Regions from separate parts of the Bombyx mori genome. Here region 2 is linked to region 1. A link is a contact called in public Hi-C data. All regions are on one chromosome and are shown on one strand. Each heading gives the region's core, a stretch centred on a gene start, on an enhancer-like site or on the middle of the called end of the contact. The rest is flanking DNA. Distances are from core to core; before and after follow the strand shown. Region 1 holds the start of LOC101743100 (protein SPMIP1). Region 2 overlaps LOC101739626 (dnaJ homolog subfamily C member 13).

Region 1 (3,520 bases), core at 159-2,658:
TCGCGACCCGCTGAGAAGATCCGGCGAGAAACTCAGCGAGCTGATTCATGGGTTAGGTTGCACGGCGAACTCTTTGTCGAGTTCGACGAGTACGGTTACCGAGGTCCCTAAGCCTGCTCCTAGTGTTAGAGCCCTAGGTCGTCGACCTAGGTCGAGGCCCAGGTCGTCGTGTAGGTCAACGTTCCTCACGAACCACGGAGCTCCGACGGCTAACCTGCAAAAGCGGGATTGTAGAGATTGGAGGGTGTCTATGTGTGTGCGGGCCGCGTGAGCGAACACCACACTCGCGTAAGTCATGACGGGCCTTATGCAAGTTTTGTAAAGTGTCACCTTGTTCCGAAGGGACATTTTACTCCGCTTACAGATCATGGGGTAGAGTCTACCGAGAATAAACGCGGCACGGTCACGGACTGATTTTATAAGCGGGCGGAATGTCATCGATGCATCCAGGGTAACGCCCAGGTACATGACCTTCCTGGCCCAGGGTTTGGGTTATCTAAAGAGATATAATTTTGTCTGTTGTCAAGCAAAAGATATATATATATCAATTTCACACTAACTTCTCCTCTGGTGCTTGTTTGTTCCTCGCCTTGAAATATTTCTCGGCCGCGCCTTTGTCTCTGCTTCCGTAAAACAAATCTAAAACTTCAGGTGCTATAGGTTTCATTAAGCTATCGTCTTCGGCTGGTGTTAGTTCTCGCAGTGGAACTTCTACTGGTTTCTTAACTGGTTCGTCTAATTTCTGAGAACGCACCGGTTTAATATGTATTATTTTTCTAGTTTAAATTATAATTATTTATGTACAGTCAAGTATTAATAGTATTATTATTAGTAGTAATAAGTATTATAGAGTATTTAGCATTATAGGTAATTCTACCAAAATTCTATAAATTTTATTGTTAAATGAAACAAAAAGCCCTGACTGTTTTAAAAAATACTAACTGGAAAATAAAAAACTGTCTCAATAATATAAAGGTTAGTAGACTTATCGACCGAGAGAAGCAAAAATATTTAGGTAACTTTTGTGTGTCATTGATACATGGGCATCAGAGACCCAGTTAGCCCTCTTCGCCGATGGTACGGCTATCCACGATTATGATTTGTAATAATTTATGTTTTACCGCTATCAGCTCATGGGCTAGTGCTATGGACGTGTCGATTTCTCTGACACGTTTCTCTTTGGCCGCTTCCAGAACTTTCAATAAGTTCTCCTGGTACCAGCGCCGATCGCGCCTCTTTGACTTCTGTGTGGCATCAGCGTAGAATTCATAAGACATTTTATGAAGCTCAGTTATGCTTTAATTCATCAATGCATAATATTACTTTTCTTTGTCATGAATGATAATAATTCTCACAAGAATTTTGACAAAACTCAAAAGATGCTTAGTCTATTGTAAATTTGTTTCAAATGAAGAAACTATGGTAGAAGAGTTGGTTCTTATGGTTCTATCGTAAAGCAATTAAAGTTAGACCTCTTTTTAAGACGATTTTATTAACCTAACGCTGCTTTATTAGGTATTTGACGGAATATTTATTAGCAATTTTCATTATTAATTTGAAACTAGAAAGTTAGATCCCCGACCTAGATGATGGGGTAACAAACAGCCGCCGTCGCCCTAGACGTGTTCTTTCCGATTCTCTCGATCCACTGTCGATGCTATAAGGCACTCCAGGCATAGGTCACCGACCGCTCTCCGTGTATCGTGCTCACAGAGCACTCCCAGCAGTACAAAGCACGGGGACTCCCACGGTGAAGGAATAACATCGTGTAATAAAAATCAAACCCGCAAAATTATAATTTGCGTAATTACTGGTGGTAGGACCTCTTGTGAGTCCGCACGGGTAGGAACCACCACTCTACCTATTTCTGCCGTGAAACAGTAATATGTACATATAAAACGAAACGGGTATTTATTATATATTTATTATCCATATTTTAATTAACATTAGACGGGTATGCAGATTGCAAGCCCAGCAAAATTTTTACAGTCAATTAATTCTGGCTTTGTGATCTGGCCGCTTTCCTTCCCATGACTGGTGTATTTCCCATTCGTAATAAGCTCCGTAGGCCCCTGGCTTCTCGCGTGCTGTCCAGCTGTTCGGACGGTACCGCGCAGAAGTCGTCCACGAGGGGTGCCGTGCCACTAAGACGCTCCGCATACTGACTAAGGCGCGATTGATGAGTGGTCGGAGATGTCTTATCCATAGGTTGTTGTTGTAGCGTCTAAAAAATTATTTTCGAACACATTATTATCGCTAAGTGTCCAAGCACTGTCTTGCCGCTCAATCAATTACGTTCGTGATTGTACGGATGATGTAACTTAAAGAGTGGCACTGAATTTAAAAAATAAATAAAAAAAGCGGTAATAGCTTGTCATGTCATGTTTATGTCAACTAATGGCTTCTCTTCATAATCGGCCATGATGGGCGATTATAGATACTCATGGCTCCTCTTCACAATCGGCCATGATGGGCTAACAAATGATCGTCCATCATCGCCGCCATAATCGGGCAACTCTCCACACAATCGTAAACGTTCATTTACTGACTGTCTACTGATATGTTAAGGCGTCTAGGTATCGATGATGGAAATCGAGGGGATCGCGGCTGCGGCAATATTTTTAGTTAGCTCATATAGTCATTTAGTTATTGTGCGCGAAAACAGAATCGTGAAAACTCTTTTTTTTATTGCCCTTGTAGACAGACGAATATACCTGATGGTGAGTGGTTATCGTCGCCCATGGACTTCAGCAATGCTAGGTGTAGAGCCAAGCCGCTGCCTACCGATAACTATAAAAAAGATGGAGGAAGAGAAGTGGGTGGTGGCTATCAATCGGAACAAAACAAGGTCCACGCAACCATAGTTTTGTAGTCGACACAATTGACACACACTCGAGACAACTACATCCTGACTAATCGGCGATGGTGTGGACGCTCACACAATCATGGGCCATCATTCCTTTGATCTACCGACACAACGCCTATTGCGCACGATCATACGCGATGATGGTCGATCACAGACATTTATGCCCTCTACACTATCGTGAGTTTCTATAATCGCCCATCATGGCCGATTGTGAAGAGGAGCCATTAGTTATCGACCCCATTATCTCGGCGGGCGGATGACAGTTGTAGAAATTGTTATAAATTTTAATTCTATTATATCAGAAAAATCCAAGGCGTTGTCTATTGCACAAAAGTCACGAAGATCAGTCGAACAGAGGACTCGAAATACAGTATAGAGAAAGAAATGAGGAGAGGGGCCCTGAGAAACACTAGAATCAACTTCTAGAGTACAAAATCGATGATTAAATAAGTTGTCTTCATAAAATACAATAATTTAGACCGAGCTTCTATTTCGACCTTCTATCTCAACGTGGGTAGTAATATTCACGTTATAACGTCTACGGGCACTGGTAACCACTTTGTACCGGGTGGGCTGTGAGGTCATTCACCTATCAACTTAGATAAATAAATAAAAGTTCTCCAAGTATAGCAATTTTTACTGCTTGAATTAAGG
Region 2 (3,262 bases), core at 323-2,822, 81 kb before region 1:
CAGTCACCCGGGGTCGGCGCAACATGTTTTCTCCTTCCATATTCCTCTATCATACACCATATCTTCACTCACTCCCCTCTTACACATATCGTCTTTCACGCAATCCATCCATTTCTTCTTAGGTCTGCCTCTTCCTCTATATCCTTCCACGTTCATAGTTAACACTCTCTTACCAACCTTATTTTAGTCTCATCACACGTCCATACCGTCCCAAACGCGCACTTCTCAACTTCTCCGTCAGAGGTGCCACTTTCAGTCTTCCTCTAACATATTTTGAAATTATAACATAGTAATAATAAACATATCAAAATTTATCACAAATTTTAGTTAAAACACTCTTTTTTTTTTGAGATTGTTTTACGGCCCTGGATGCGAGTCCTTATGAGAGTTAAAACACAAATAGGCAGTGTTGCCAATACATATATTGTGAATACCTGGATTTTTAATAATGACATTAGAGAGTGCTGTCAAAGCATGTGTTATGTGCTCCACTCGCTCCAAGGTCATGTCGCCTTTAACTTCTTCCCGAACGAATTTCAGCAGATCCAATATGAACTGTTGTGGGTTCTGAAAATTAAAATATTATAATAATACAATACACCTTTTTAATTAAAATATATTATTAAAAGAAAAAAGCAAGACGACAAAAAAAAATTGACGTATTAAAATATCTTACATGACATAAAATAATATTAATAGTACATATTTAAATATCAAAGAAAACTTTGTGATTAGAAACTACCTTTTTCGATTTAGAATTATAATGGAACATCGACATTTAATATGCAATTATTATCTTTTCATTTCCATAAAGGTGATCTTTACTTTTTTTCGTTTTACCTTTTTATTTAACACATTCTAAATAAATAATTGAAGATATTTACTTCATAATTTATACTGCAACCATAATCTCCTACTTTAATACTTAATTTCATAGCCGGCGACGAATCACACAAGGTCATCTTGTCCCAAACTAGGAATTATTATTACTATTGGAACTGAAGACTGATATACATACGTTTAAATATATATATATAATATGTATATAGTTACCATACATTTAGACAAAGTGCTAACAAAACTGTTCGAATCTACGACCGTGGGCCCAACAGTGGAGCTGAACATCAGTGCTAGTAATGTTCCGGTCATCATTCTCGTCGAACCCGTCGCTTGCGACGAAGGGCTCGACGAGTAAATTAACCCTCAGACACAGCCCACTGAGTTTCTCGCCGGATCTTCTCAGTGGGTCGCGTTTCCGATCCGGTGGTAGATTCTGCGAAGCACGGCTCTTGCTAGGGTTTGTGTTAGCAAAGTGGTCAGGTTTGAGCCCCGTGAGCTCACCTACTGGTTAAGGTTACGCTGAAATAGCCTCTCATGGCTCTCAGCTTAGGTAGAAAAAAAAGATAGTAATCCGCACGTACGTACTTACCTCAATAGGAAAGTCAGGCTGTTCGTTGTATATGTCAATGTAGACTCCGCCGACCGACAGAAGGCCCGCGTGTGCCGAGTACGTGAAGGGCGCTATCAGCGGCCCCTCCTCCTCGTAGTTGGCCCTGGTGTTCTGCAGCACGTCTTGTAGTTCGGCTCGCGTGCTGTTGTCCCACACCAGGTACGGAGTGTGCCAGTTCGACGTTAGAGTCTTTAGGAGCTGCAAGCGAAATCAAAACTAAGCACTCTGTGCGTCGTATTCCTCAGTGCTGAGGGTCGTGACCTTTAAGGAGCACTTTTGTTAGGACTATGTTCCTCCATTCATTCATGTCCTCCGCGTAGTGGATAGCGACGTTGATGCTGGAGTCCAAAGTCGTCTTAATCTGATCGGACCAGCGCACGGGACTACTAACTAAGCACTATCCAATAGTATGTATATATAGGTAGAGTATAAATATTGTTACGCCGGTAAGAGTAACGCCATCTATCGCTGAATATTCGAACAAATATCGAAGGATCTAGTAGCACCTAGAACGCTCGAGAAGTATTGTACGTAACGCCATTTATTGTCAGATAGCGGAAACACAATACTAGAGATGTGTGGAATATTCTCGATAATCCTAGGGATGTGGTATCGACTATAAAAGCGTTGCAGAGATGGCACGCGGTCAGTTATTAAGCGGAATTATTCGAAGCGAAACAGCGAACAGATCACCTGAAGCGAAGCGGAAAAAGCGAATTGAGAATTTTAAAGTGTTTGTTGAGTGTTTTAGTGTGTTGTGTGTGAATAAAGTATTACATTAGTAATTCGGTAGAACTTTTATTTATCCCGAACCCCAGCGCGTAACAATATGTAGGATGGGTAAGAACGGAACGTATGAAAAAAGTGTAGAACGGAGCGTTAAGATGTGAGTGAGAGAAAACGGTAAGAAAGGGATAAGAGAATGACAGAAAAAAGGAAGACGGTTAAATGCGAAAGGTGTAAAAAGATGTCAATTAATTTTTAATTATTATAATAAACAAGTTTTGGAAGTGAAGAGTAAAAGTGCAACAGTATTGAATATAAAAAAATAGAATAAAGAAGAGAAGGTTAAGTGTTAGATCACGAAAAAAATAATCTGGATCTAAAGTCGTATCAATAATTTTTAGCAGACTTTAAAAAAAGGAGGGCTTATCAATTCAACTATATTTTTATGTGTTACCTCAGAACTATTTACTAAATGAACCGATTGTAACGATTGTTTGTTTGAGCTGGCCTTTGTGATGTGGTTTAGTTTTAACAAGGATCTAGTTTTTGAATCACATCGAGACATTGATGATATTTTTTATAACGCTGAAATCAGTTATTCTTATTGCTTAGATAATTGGACGAGCTCACGGCCAACCTGGTGTTAAATGGTCACCGGAGCTCGTGGATAACAACAATGTAAGTGCTGCCACCCACCTTGAGATATGAGTTCAAAGTCTCAATTTTTATAGTACAACGGCTGCTCGACCCTTCAATCCGAAACGCATTAGTTTCACGGCAGAAATACCCAGGTTGGTGATCCCTACCCGTGTGGGCTTCATTGCGAAAATTATAAATTTTGAGGGTTTGATTTCTATTACACGATGTTACTCCTTCACTGTAGAAGTCATTAGTGAACATTGTCCGATCTTCTCAGTCGGTCGCGTTTCCGATCCGGCGGTAGATTCTACGAAGCACGGCTCTTCTATTCTTGCTAGAGTTCGTGTAACCTACATGTTAAGGCGAAGCTGAAATGGCCTCTTAAGGCTATCAGCATAGGTAGGAAAAAAAGTGAAAATTTGTTAAGTACGTATTTCATTAGAAAAA

What was found. Hi-C and Micro-C count contacts between places; a contact is called where the count stands out from the background.
Region 2: a contact with region 1 is called in a Hi-C map of middle silk gland, with 2.0 times the contacts expected there. The contact joins the enhancer-like site here to the promoter of LOC101743100 in region 1. A contact is called at or near these places in 2 of 7 Hi-C or Micro-C datasets (middle silk gland and whole pupa).

Annotation. Positions count from the first base shown.
Region 1 is chr19:11,335,896-11,339,415 of ASM3026992v2, reverse strand. It overlaps LOC101743100 (protein SPMIP1), which reads right to left and starts at 1,408. Exons shown (of 3, transcript XM_004922401.4): 1 at 1,122-1,408; 2 at 561-742. The coding sequence starts at 1,277. LOC101742670 (WD repeat-containing protein 91) reads right to left here. Exons shown (of 4, transcript XM_062674098.1): 4 at 1,909-2,224. The coding sequence ends at 1,994.
Region 2 is chr19:11,417,436-11,420,697 of ASM3026992v2, reverse strand. It overlaps LOC101739626 (dnaJ homolog subfamily C member 13), which reads right to left. Exons shown (of 39, transcript XM_062674100.1): 29 at 1,430-1,648; 30 at 435-567. Among protein-coding and RNA genes, the nearest start is that of LOC101739626, 33 kb to the right of the region's middle. Within about 2 kb of position 1,572, at least 3 of the 8 cell types and tissues checked have open chromatin away from gene starts, as enhancers often do.